Regions from separate parts of the Rattus norvegicus genome. Here region 2 is linked to region 1. The links are chromatin contacts, called in public Hi-C maps. All regions are on one chromosome and are shown on one strand. The core of a region is the stretch at or near the end of the contact, and the rest is flanking DNA. Distances in the headings are between cores, read along the strand shown. Region 1 has its middle 20 kb from the start of Coro2b. Region 2 overlaps Itga11 (integrin subunit alpha 11).

Region 1 (4,935 bases), core at 1,666-4,165:
CTCTAATCATCAAATACCTAAGACCTCTACCTGCCCCATCCCAGAAACCTGTAAGAGAAGACCTCCCACGCTTAGCCTCATGGGCCTGAACTCTCTTCAGAACCTATTACGACTGTCTATGTCATTAAAAACTACCCTAGTAAATCTCTTACTAAAAAGTGAGCCTACCTCAGTTTCTCCCTCAAATCAGAGACCCTTATACTCTGAAGTTCAGCACCATCATCTATAAAACCAAAACACAATAGCATTTATCTTATACAGCTTATTATATTTTTTAACTAAATAATCCAGGTGCAAAAGGAGCATATGTTACATTGTAACACCCATCTTAGGTCAGGGGTCTGAGTTTCTCCTTCTCCTAAGGATAGCTGTCATTCCTAGAAGGGCCAGCAGGTGGTGCTGTCTCAGAACAAATCTTTCCACTGGTTTCTCTGGGTGGGTTTTCCATTGGGTGGGTTTGTGGTGGGTAGATTTGTGGCGGAGCAAAGCGGACAGAAAGAAGTTATGGAGAGTATAGCTCTCTCCTTTTCCAGAGGGCTCTCCACTGAGACCAAGAAGTGCTTACTACTTTCCACCAGCTGTGACAGCCAGGGTTCAAACCTGCCTTCCAGATGCTGTTCCTACTCCTAGCCTTCCTTCTTCAGGCTTCCCACTCCAGGATGGTGTAGGATGCCCGCTGAACACAGATAACCATTGAGGTCAGGATGACCTGCTTCTCAGAGCAATTGATCTGGGTCTGGATGGAGATGCAATTTTCTGCCTCTGAGGTCATAGAGGAGCCCAGACTGCCTGCCCCTTGGTAATTGTTTCAGTCAGGGTCACTATTGCTGTGGTGAAACATCATGACCAGAAGCAACTTGGGAAGGATAGGGCTTATTTCACTCACAGTTCCATTTAACAGTTCATCATCAAAAGCAGTGAAGGCAGGAACTAGTTCAGGGCAGTAATCTAAAGGCAGGAGCTGATGCAGAGGCCATGGAAGGGTTGCTTCTCCTGGCTTGCTCAGCTTGCTTTCTTACAGAATTCAGGAACACAAACCCATGGATGGGCAGTTAGAGATGAAGTGATGGAGAGCCCAAGGTATGACCTCAAAACAGCCACGTCCAAGACAGGGACTGAAGTGCTCTCTGGCGCTCCTCTGTGTAATCCACCTCCCCAACCCATGCAGACACTGCCACTAAGCTGTCCAGGTCCCAACTCTTAGGGGGTAAAGATTGAGGTGTACCTGCTACTCCACGGAAGGCTCCCCTGCTGGCTCACAGCACAGCCTGGGGATACAGGCAGCTGTTCTCATCTCTGAGATCTTCAACCTCCGAGTCCCCACAGGGCTGAGCAGGGTCCCCATAGCTTCTGTCCCTGGTCATTCTCTGGGAGTGGAAGAAGCAGAAGTCCTCCTGGGCAGACTCACTTCCCACTCTGCCTCCCTGCTCTCTTGAGATCAGGCCTCCACCCTCTCTCACCCTGCTGTGCCCACAGCCCCAGCAAGGCCTTGACTGAACACCTAGCTTCCTCCAGAGCCTGTGTTAACTTCCTTCTTCTACAGTAAGACACCACAGACCCCTGGCATCTCCAACAGAGAATTCAGATAGTGAGGAATCAGGGACCCAGGGCTCTCACAGATGTTTGGAGACCTGGGCCTCATCTGTTAGATTAAGAAAATTGTGCATATATATATATAGGAATGCATTATATGTGTACATACATGCCTGAGCGCACGCACGCACGCACGCAAGCATGCATGTAAGTGGAGGTACCCATAGACACCAGAAGAGGGAGCTAGAATTACATGTGTCCATGAGAAGCCTACTGTAGATAAATGAAAACTGAACCTAGGTCTTCTGTGAAAGCAGTGTGCACTCTTAATCACTGAACCATCTCTACAGTCCTAAGACCAAAGTGTGTTTTAAAATAATTTCTATAAGAGCAAATCAAGTTGAAGAGACCGTAAAATACTTGGCATAGACAAGTAGTTTTCACCTATTAAAATGTGACAATGGCCTTTTATAGTAATCTTCTGGGAGATGACATATAAAGAATAGACTGGGGTCCTCTCAAAAAGAATTGAGGGTTAGAGTCCAGGGGCCCTTGCCTTCTCTTTGCTCCACGGACCAGGATGCCACAAGACTGGCCAAGTAAGGACCAGTCATAGAAAAAGGCTGCCTGTGCCCTCCAGGTTGCCTGAGGTCCAAGGGGGCCTTGTTATTAGCTTGGCCAAGCTCTCTTCTCACAGACAGGATACTGGGATCTCAACAACTCAACTGGTCATTTGACCAGTATATTCCAGAAGCCAGAGTCTGGACCGGGCGATGGATCTAGGTCTCCTGCCTCCTGGATTGACCCCCTTCCAGTTTCTCTTGGTTCAAATGGAAAAGAAAAAAGTACACAGGAAAAAAAATAGCCCAAATGTCTTCTGTCTCCCCACCTAGGCCACCCCTATTCTCTTCCATTCTGATGCTTAGCCATGACCCCGACCACCACAGTCTCATGAATTGCCTTTTCCCCTCCTCACTTGGAATTTGGACAGAGGACATCCATTTTTGTTAAGCATGGACACGATCTAGAAAGGATACAAACCTCCCAGGGGAAAGAAAGACCCATAAGAAGGACTGGGGGAGCAGAGCATTGTTGCTGGGCAACCAACTTCTTCTGTTGCCCCGGTAACAGCCCCATCAGAGGGAGACTGTATGCAGAGTGTGCCTGCGAGCTCCAGTCCCAGTACACCAGCTGGCTGGGTGTCCCTCCCCCTGTTTCGCGCGGCCTCCTGCACATATGGAAGGCCCCAAAGCAAGGTTACGACCCTTCCCACTGCACCTCCTGCCTTCTGTACCATCCTGCAGCACAGAATCAAATGCTTTGCACACCGTAGTCAGCTTGCCTCCAGACTACCGTTCACACACGCATTCATTCAACAAACATGCAGCCTTAGTGCCTACCCTGCAAGCACTCAGCCAGGCCCCAGAACATAGGGAAGGCGGGTAGGGTCCCACTGTCCCAGGCAGTAACTAGCAGGGTAGTCAGACAAGTAATTGTGAATGTGTCTGACCCGAAAACCATGAAGTCACAGAAGGGTGACCCTCCTCATCTGAGGGAGGGAAAGGGGAAGGGGTGGTCTGTGTAACACTCTCCCAAGACGCCATGCTCTCCTCTCCAGAGCCCTGAGCAGTACCTGCGGAGGCACAGGGAATGTGCAGCTGTGACTACATTAGGGACTGTATGTTGGGGAGTTACCCAGATCATTTTGGTCTCCCTGGATGTAACCACAGGTCTTCCAAGAAGGAGCAAGAACTAGAGCGAGAGATGGGATAGGGGAAACAAGAGGCAGGAGAGCTGTGAGGCATGTATGGTGCCCTCTGCTTTGGACTTCAGACCTTCAGTGCTGGGAAAGAATACAGCGGTCTCATTCAAAGCATCAAATGTGCGGTCATTTGTTAGAGCAGCCACAGAAAACTAATAGGGGCTAGGAAGTTTTTCTCAGAGGAGGTGATGTCTGGCAGAATCGGGGATGAGTCCCTCAAGGAACAGAGAAACCTACTTGGACAAAGGCCAGGATGATTGCCTCTGGTCCACTGTGCTGTATGTAGCGAGGTGGTGAGGGATAGACAGTGAGAGGAGGTAGAAACCAACAGCAGTGAGGAGAGGAAGGCAGTGGCCAAATCACACCGGGTGTCCCAGGGAACAAGAGGGGACCACTGAAGGTCATAGAGAGAGGTGGCTGAGTCACACTACAGTACTGAAAAGACCACTGGCTTCAGCAGAAAGGACTGTCCCCGTGAGACTTGAGAACAGCAGCGATGGGATGGAGGGGCAGAAGGAAGAGCTCAGAGGGTGGGCTCGACTCTGAGGTGAACTGAGGGCTGACTTCATCCATCCCACTGTGGGGAAGGCAAAGAAAGAACAGGTAATCTGGAACTTTTGTGTTTGCCAGCAGGTGGCACCATTGGCCATATGGTGGTAGGGAGCCTGAAGTCTGGGGTAGCTGTAGGAAGGATCCCAATGTCTCTGAGCAAAACCCCCAGGAGGTGGGAAATACTTGGAACTAGATAGAAGACACTCCACAGAGAACTGTGACTGCCAGGGTCCAGCTTATAGTCAGTCCTCAAACGATGCACCACCAGTCACCTCCCACTGTAGTCCCAACCAGAAGGTTCCAGAAACTGATGGAGATGGAATCTCTGAAGTGGAGCACTGGCCAGGATCTAGAAAACAGCTCTGTGTTCTCAACCTTCATCTCCAATTTCTAAAGCACAGGCAGAGTTCACCCCACCCTGAGGAAGGGGATGCTATGGGACCTCCTCCATCTTCAAGTTGCCCAATATCCAGAAGACTTGAAGGTGACTGTGAGATCTGAAAATGACCAGAACACAGCTAGAGAAAAAAGTCTCAGCTGTATGGCAAATCAGAGAAGTGACAGTTACCTGCAAACATCCTCACACCCAACTCTGGGGGTACATTTGTGAAAACACTGAAGTGTGAATGCTAGGGTAAACTGAACAGTAATTTATTTTACCACCCTAAAAAAATACTCTCTCCTACCAGGTATGGAAGCACACACCTTTAATCCTAGAAGAGGAGGAGGCAAGTGGATCTTTGTGAGTTGGAGGCCAGCCTGGTCTACGCAGTGAGTTCTAGGCTAGCCAGGGTTACATAATGAGACCCTGCATGGTGGTTTAAGTACATATGACCCCCACAGACTCATGTGTTTGAAAGCCAAAGGGAGTGGCACTTTAGAAGGCGTGGCCTCGTTGGAAGAAGTGTGTCACTGTGGAGGGAGGCTTTGGGGTGAAGTCACATAGTCTCCTTCTGCTGCCTGCAGGTCAAGATGGGAAACTTTCAGCTCCTTCTCCAGTTCCGTGTCTGCCTGCACGCTGCCATGTTTTGCACTATGATGGTAATGGACTAAACCTCTGAAACTGTAAGCCAGCCCCAATTAAATGT
Region 2 (4,935 bases), core at 1,056-3,555, 220 kb before region 1:
TAGGTGTTTGCTGCCATTGCCACTCTACTAGGAATTCCACTGTCGACTGGAGTTTGCGTTTGGAGCTTCTCTCTAATGATGGTTGTCTTCAGAGCCTGCTGCTCATCTCACTTCCCACTCACAGCAAAACTGCCCAGCTTCTTTCAGTGTCACTGGGGCTCTCAGGAGTGAGATCTATCATAAACTCAACCCTGAAGACTTGCGGTAAGTAACCACAAGACCCTGTAGATTAGGCTGGGGCTGGGTTAATTTAACCAACCTTGAGCATGAAAGAGTTCCCAGGACTCGTCATAGAAAGCTGCCCATTGTGCCAAACTCCCCCATCCTCTGCTTTTCTGCCTGTCATGTCCCCTTGTTTGGAGCTCAGCTCAGCACAATTTCCTGCAGAGGCTTTGATAACCAGGTGATGCCCGGCCCCTCCCTGAGCTCTCAGATCAGAATCCCCGGGGACCACTCCTTGCCTCCTAGATGACCTTTGCTCCCTCAAGCACAGGTTCTCTAGCAGCCAGTCCTGGACAATTCTGCTTAGAAAGAAACAGATTCAGAAAGGTAGAACTAAAAAAGGGAGAAAGTGAAGGCTCACAGCCAGGGAGGTACAAGTGGGTCTGATTCATCCACCTTTTGGCCATTTAGTTTGTCTGGGAGTGGGCAGAGGGCATGGTGGGATGGAGTCCGGAGTTTGCAACTAGCATGGTTTACTATCAGTAGCTCAGGTGTCAGCTTCCATAAATAAGCCAACCTGTCAGCACCGGGCTTTCCGAAGCAGCACTCTCGTGAGAGCTGACGGGGTTGGAGAGAAAACGTTAGTCAAGTCACATGTTTTTGAGTATGGTCTGTTCATTCTCTTTTCACCAGTGACCACATCGGGCGACCACTGATATTCTGTTAGAGGGAAGTGGGCTTCTGAGCTCAGGGCTGAGTTCTACTTGTTTTACCTTTGGCCTTCAATTTAGTCCCTCTGAAGCTGGGGAGATGGCGGTCCTGGGTTTGAGTCTTAATTTTGCTGTGGAGAATGGTTGCACTGCCCTCTTCTGGCCACCTTGGGCACCTGTGTGCACATGTGCACATGTGCACATGCCCATGTGTACACATGCGTGTACACACACACACACACACACACACACACACACACACACACACATTCATAAACTTAAAAAAAAAAGACCCAAATACTTTCTAAATTATTTGTTAGGGTTCTGAAAAATGAATTACCAGTACAAGCATAGAATGGAGATGCTTGTGTCCAAGAGTGGTCTCTCTCTAAGTCAGTGTGTGGGAGGGTTGACACTGAAGGGCCAGCCTGGAGGGTCTGGGAACCTGAGTGAGGGAGCCCCTGGCCAAAGGTGGTGATGATGGTGGGCGAGCAGTGCACCACTACCAAGATGCAGAGATGTCGGAGCAAGAGAGGCCGGGTAGACCTTGGGAGAGAGATGGCTATGTCATGGACAAGACTGACCCCAACATTTAGATATGAGCAGACACCCTCCTCCCTTTCCTCTTTTTTTTTCTTTTTTCTTCTTTTTTTTCGGAGCTGGGGACTGAACCCAGGGCCTTGCGCTTGCTAGGCAAGCGCTCTACCACTGAGCCAAATCCCCAACCCCCCTCCCTTTCCTCTTTAAAACAGAATGCAGCCTTGCTTTGTCACAGAATGCAGCCTTGCTTTGTCACAGAGTGGAATGTCTGTTGTTGGTTGTTTTAAAATACCTTTTAGAACATTTTCTTAAATATATTTCTGACAGTAAAGGTCGTACTGCACAGGGGAACAGATGACATTGTTCAGATGAAACAGATGACAAGGGAACATTGATCTGACGATTTCCATCTCAACAAAGGGTTAAGGCATAAATTACTCTGCTGGGCATCCGACATGCCCCTTGTCCTTGGGGCTTGTCCCGAGAGCTGGCCAGTGAGATGCCTATCTGCCTCTGAGGTTTAAGGTTCTGAGTGGCCTTGCATGGGATTTGTTCAGTGCATGCCAAGAAGGCCTCTGTACAGCGCCTCCACAGGAGCCCTTCCCCCACGCATTAGTGCCTGGGAGGTGTATGAGTATATGGGTGCACGTGAGTGCGTGTGCATGCATGCATGCGTGTGTGCGCGTGTGTGTGTGCACGCACGGGGGCGTGTGTGTATGTGTGTGTGTGTGTGTGTGTGTGTGTGTTTGTGTGTGATGCAAAGAACAGAGGCTTCCAACCACAGTGCGCCTGCCAGGGACAAGCTGCAGTTGTCAGACAAGTGGGTATGGAGAGCCACAGATTTTTATCATCTTCAGACTTCCTAGCATGAGTTGCCTAGCAACCAAAGCTGCTGAGAGGAGCTGCGGGGGAGGCAGGAGAGCAGGAGTGAGTGGGTGGTGGTTACTGCTGGAGAGCTCTACCGCTTTCCGATGTTCCGATGTTCCGGAGGTACCCAGCATCCTGGTTCCCACCTGACCATCTGGCACAGTCCCTGGATGCGTTTCCACCATTGGCCTGCAGCTGTCATATCAAGCCACACAACTCTCGTTCACTCATGGAGATCTTTGGGATCTATCTATGGAGAAGGGATGTCTGTGCTTGGGAACCAAGAGCAGGGGTGAGAGGTGGGGATGTTATGCTGCGGGCCTTGGAGTCCTGAAACTCTAGGTCTAGATAGGGCGTGTACAGTGGGCGTGTATTTGCTAGCTTCCCCTTGCGTTTCTTCAGAAGTGGGCAAGATAAAAACAACCCTAGCACCTTAGTGTTTGGGGCAGCAGATTGCCTCCACGGAGCCTTGGGGGAAGGCTTCGAAGGGTCCCTTTTAGTCTTTAGGGATCTGTACTGGAAGCGTCATAACCTCTAGTAGAGAAGTTGCTCTGGACACGGGCTTGAGGTCCATCCCACAGGGATCAGTTACCATCGTTCCAGAGACGAGCTCAATGCAAAAGTCCACGGGTGTCCTCTTTGCTCCAGCTCTGTGAGGCCACAGGCCTGGGCCCACACACCCCTGGACTGGTGTCTGGCCCCCATCAACTTGAAGCTTCCTCTGGATCCTCACTCCAGCTCTTTGGGGACGGGGCCCAGGCTGGGCTCCCTCTTGCGCTTGGCACTTTTAAAGAAACCAAGCTGTGGGGAGGCAAAGTGGAAAGTATCAGGAGTGGACAGGCTAGGCGAGGTTTGCTGGTCCTCTGTTAGCCTCTCAGGTTTTCTCCTTAAGAGGGCTTCCCTAAATACCCCTCCTCCCCAGCTCACCTTGAGTACCCTTACTCCCTAACTCAGCGTGTGGACTAAAGCCAAACGGGTGGAGTCTTGGGCCAAGAGACAAGAAGTCAAGCTGGGTCACCAAGCCCTAGTTAGCATCCCCCTTTGGGCTTTTCTTTGAGGTCACCTTGCTTTTGACCCCACCTTGCTCTCTTTCGAAGTCATGGCCCCCCTTTCTTTCCATGCTACTGTTGAACTGCCTTTTAAACATTATTTTCTATTGTGGGGCATGAGCGAGTATACACATGCATGTGCTCATGTAGCAGGCAGAGGCTGACAGGTGTCTTCCTCAGACAGAGATGCTGTTCCTGTCCCCTCCCTACAGGAGCCTCACCTTCCACAGTGCCAGGACCAGCAGGGCCAGCAGCAAGAGGCCTCCCAGAGAGCTGCCCACGATGATCCAGATGGGGACCTGCCAGTCTTCTTGCTTGGAGATCTCAAACGTGACCTGCAAGGGGAGAGGACCAGGGCAATACTGTCACAGCTGCAGGGTTTCGACAGCAGCCCAGGGCAAAGGGTGGCACATGTGCAGGGTGGGGCCACATCTGTTCCTTTGGGAGATGTGGGAAGGGACATGTGGTACAGCTGTCTCACAACAGCTAGTTCTGCCCAGTTGACCTCTGACTGGCTGAACAGTGGTATGGGCTCCATGAGCTGTGCTCTCTGTGGCATTAGCTGTCTGCTCTCCCCAGTTCTCCTCCACGCAAGCTACTCTTTGACAGCCCTCTTGGCTGATCCTCATTTCTGCCAAATGCCCCCCCCCATGTTGGTCTGTTGCAGGTATGACTTCTGAGCCCCAGGGTCACTTGGGGAACTTAGGGTTGAACCCAGGAGGCCTGTTTCAATTGTTGTTTTCCTTCCTTTTCTTCTTTTGGGGGTGGGGTTTAGGGTCGACTGACCTTATACTTGCTATGTAGCCAACAATGACCATGATCTACCTTTTAAATATAAGTATATATTTAATTTTTAGGATTAAAATTGCATCGCCTCCTTTCTCTACCCCCTTCTCTGACCCCACCTTGCTCCCTTTTGAAGTCACGGACCCCCTTTCTTTCCATGCTATTGTTGAACTGCCTTTTCAACATTAGTTTTTACTGTAGGACTCGAGTGCACACATGCATGTGCACATCTAATGGGCAGAGGTTTACATCAGCTGTCTTCCTCAGTCACTCTCCATCAGAACAGTGTTTGAGACCAGGTCTCCCACTAAGCCTGGAGCTAGCTGATTTGGCTAGACTGCCTGGCTAGCAAGTCCCAGGGAGCCTTCCATCTCTACTTCCAAGCTGTGGTTTTACCTAAGTGCATGACCCTGAACAGATGCTTTACATAGGAAATGAACCCAGGCCCTCATGTTCGTGAGGTAAACACTTTACAAATGGAGGCATTTTCCTAGCCCTGGACCTGGAATTCCTGACCCTTCTGTCTCCACTTCTCAAGCGTGTGCCACCTCTACTCTTGATTTCTGTGGTCCTGGGGCTGAACCCAAGGGTTTGTGTCTGCCAGGCAAGTGTTCCATCAAGGAAGCTGCCTTTTAAAAAAACTTAGGAGAGGGCTGGAGAGATGGCTCAGAGGTTAAGAGCACTGACTGCTCTTCCAGAGGTCCTGAGTTCAATTCCCAGCAACCACATGGTGGCTCACAACCATCTGTAATGGGATCTGATGCCCTCTCTATGTGTCTGAAGACAGTGACAGTGTACTCATATAAATAAATAAATCTTTA

Evidence for each region. Hi-C and Micro-C count contacts between places; a contact is called where the count stands out from the background.
Region 2: a contact with region 1 is called in a Hi-C map of the Rat2 cell line, with 5 times the contacts expected there. The contact joins two enhancer-like sites. A contact is called at or near these places in 4 of 12 Hi-C or Micro-C datasets (the A7r5 cell line, the Rat2 cell line, Schwann cells and 1 more).

What each region holds. Positions count from the first base shown.
Region 1 is chr8:71,930,506-71,935,440 of GRCr8, reverse strand. No RefSeq gene overlaps it. Among named protein-coding and RNA genes, the nearest start is that of Coro2b, 20 kb to the right of the region's middle. Within about 2 kb of position 2,915, at least 29 of the 93 cell types and tissues checked have an H3K27ac peak or open chromatin away from gene starts, as enhancers often do.
Region 2 is chr8:72,146,376-72,151,310 of GRCr8, reverse strand. Itga11 (integrin subunit alpha 11) reads right to left here. Exons shown (of 30, transcript NM_001413793.1): 29 at 3,550-3,663; 30 at 1,174-3,080. The coding sequence ends at 3,009. Among named protein-coding and RNA genes, the nearest start is that of Fem1b, 25 kb to the left of the region's middle. Within about 2 kb of position 2,305, at least 34 of the 93 cell types and tissues checked have an H3K27ac peak or open chromatin away from gene starts, as enhancers often do.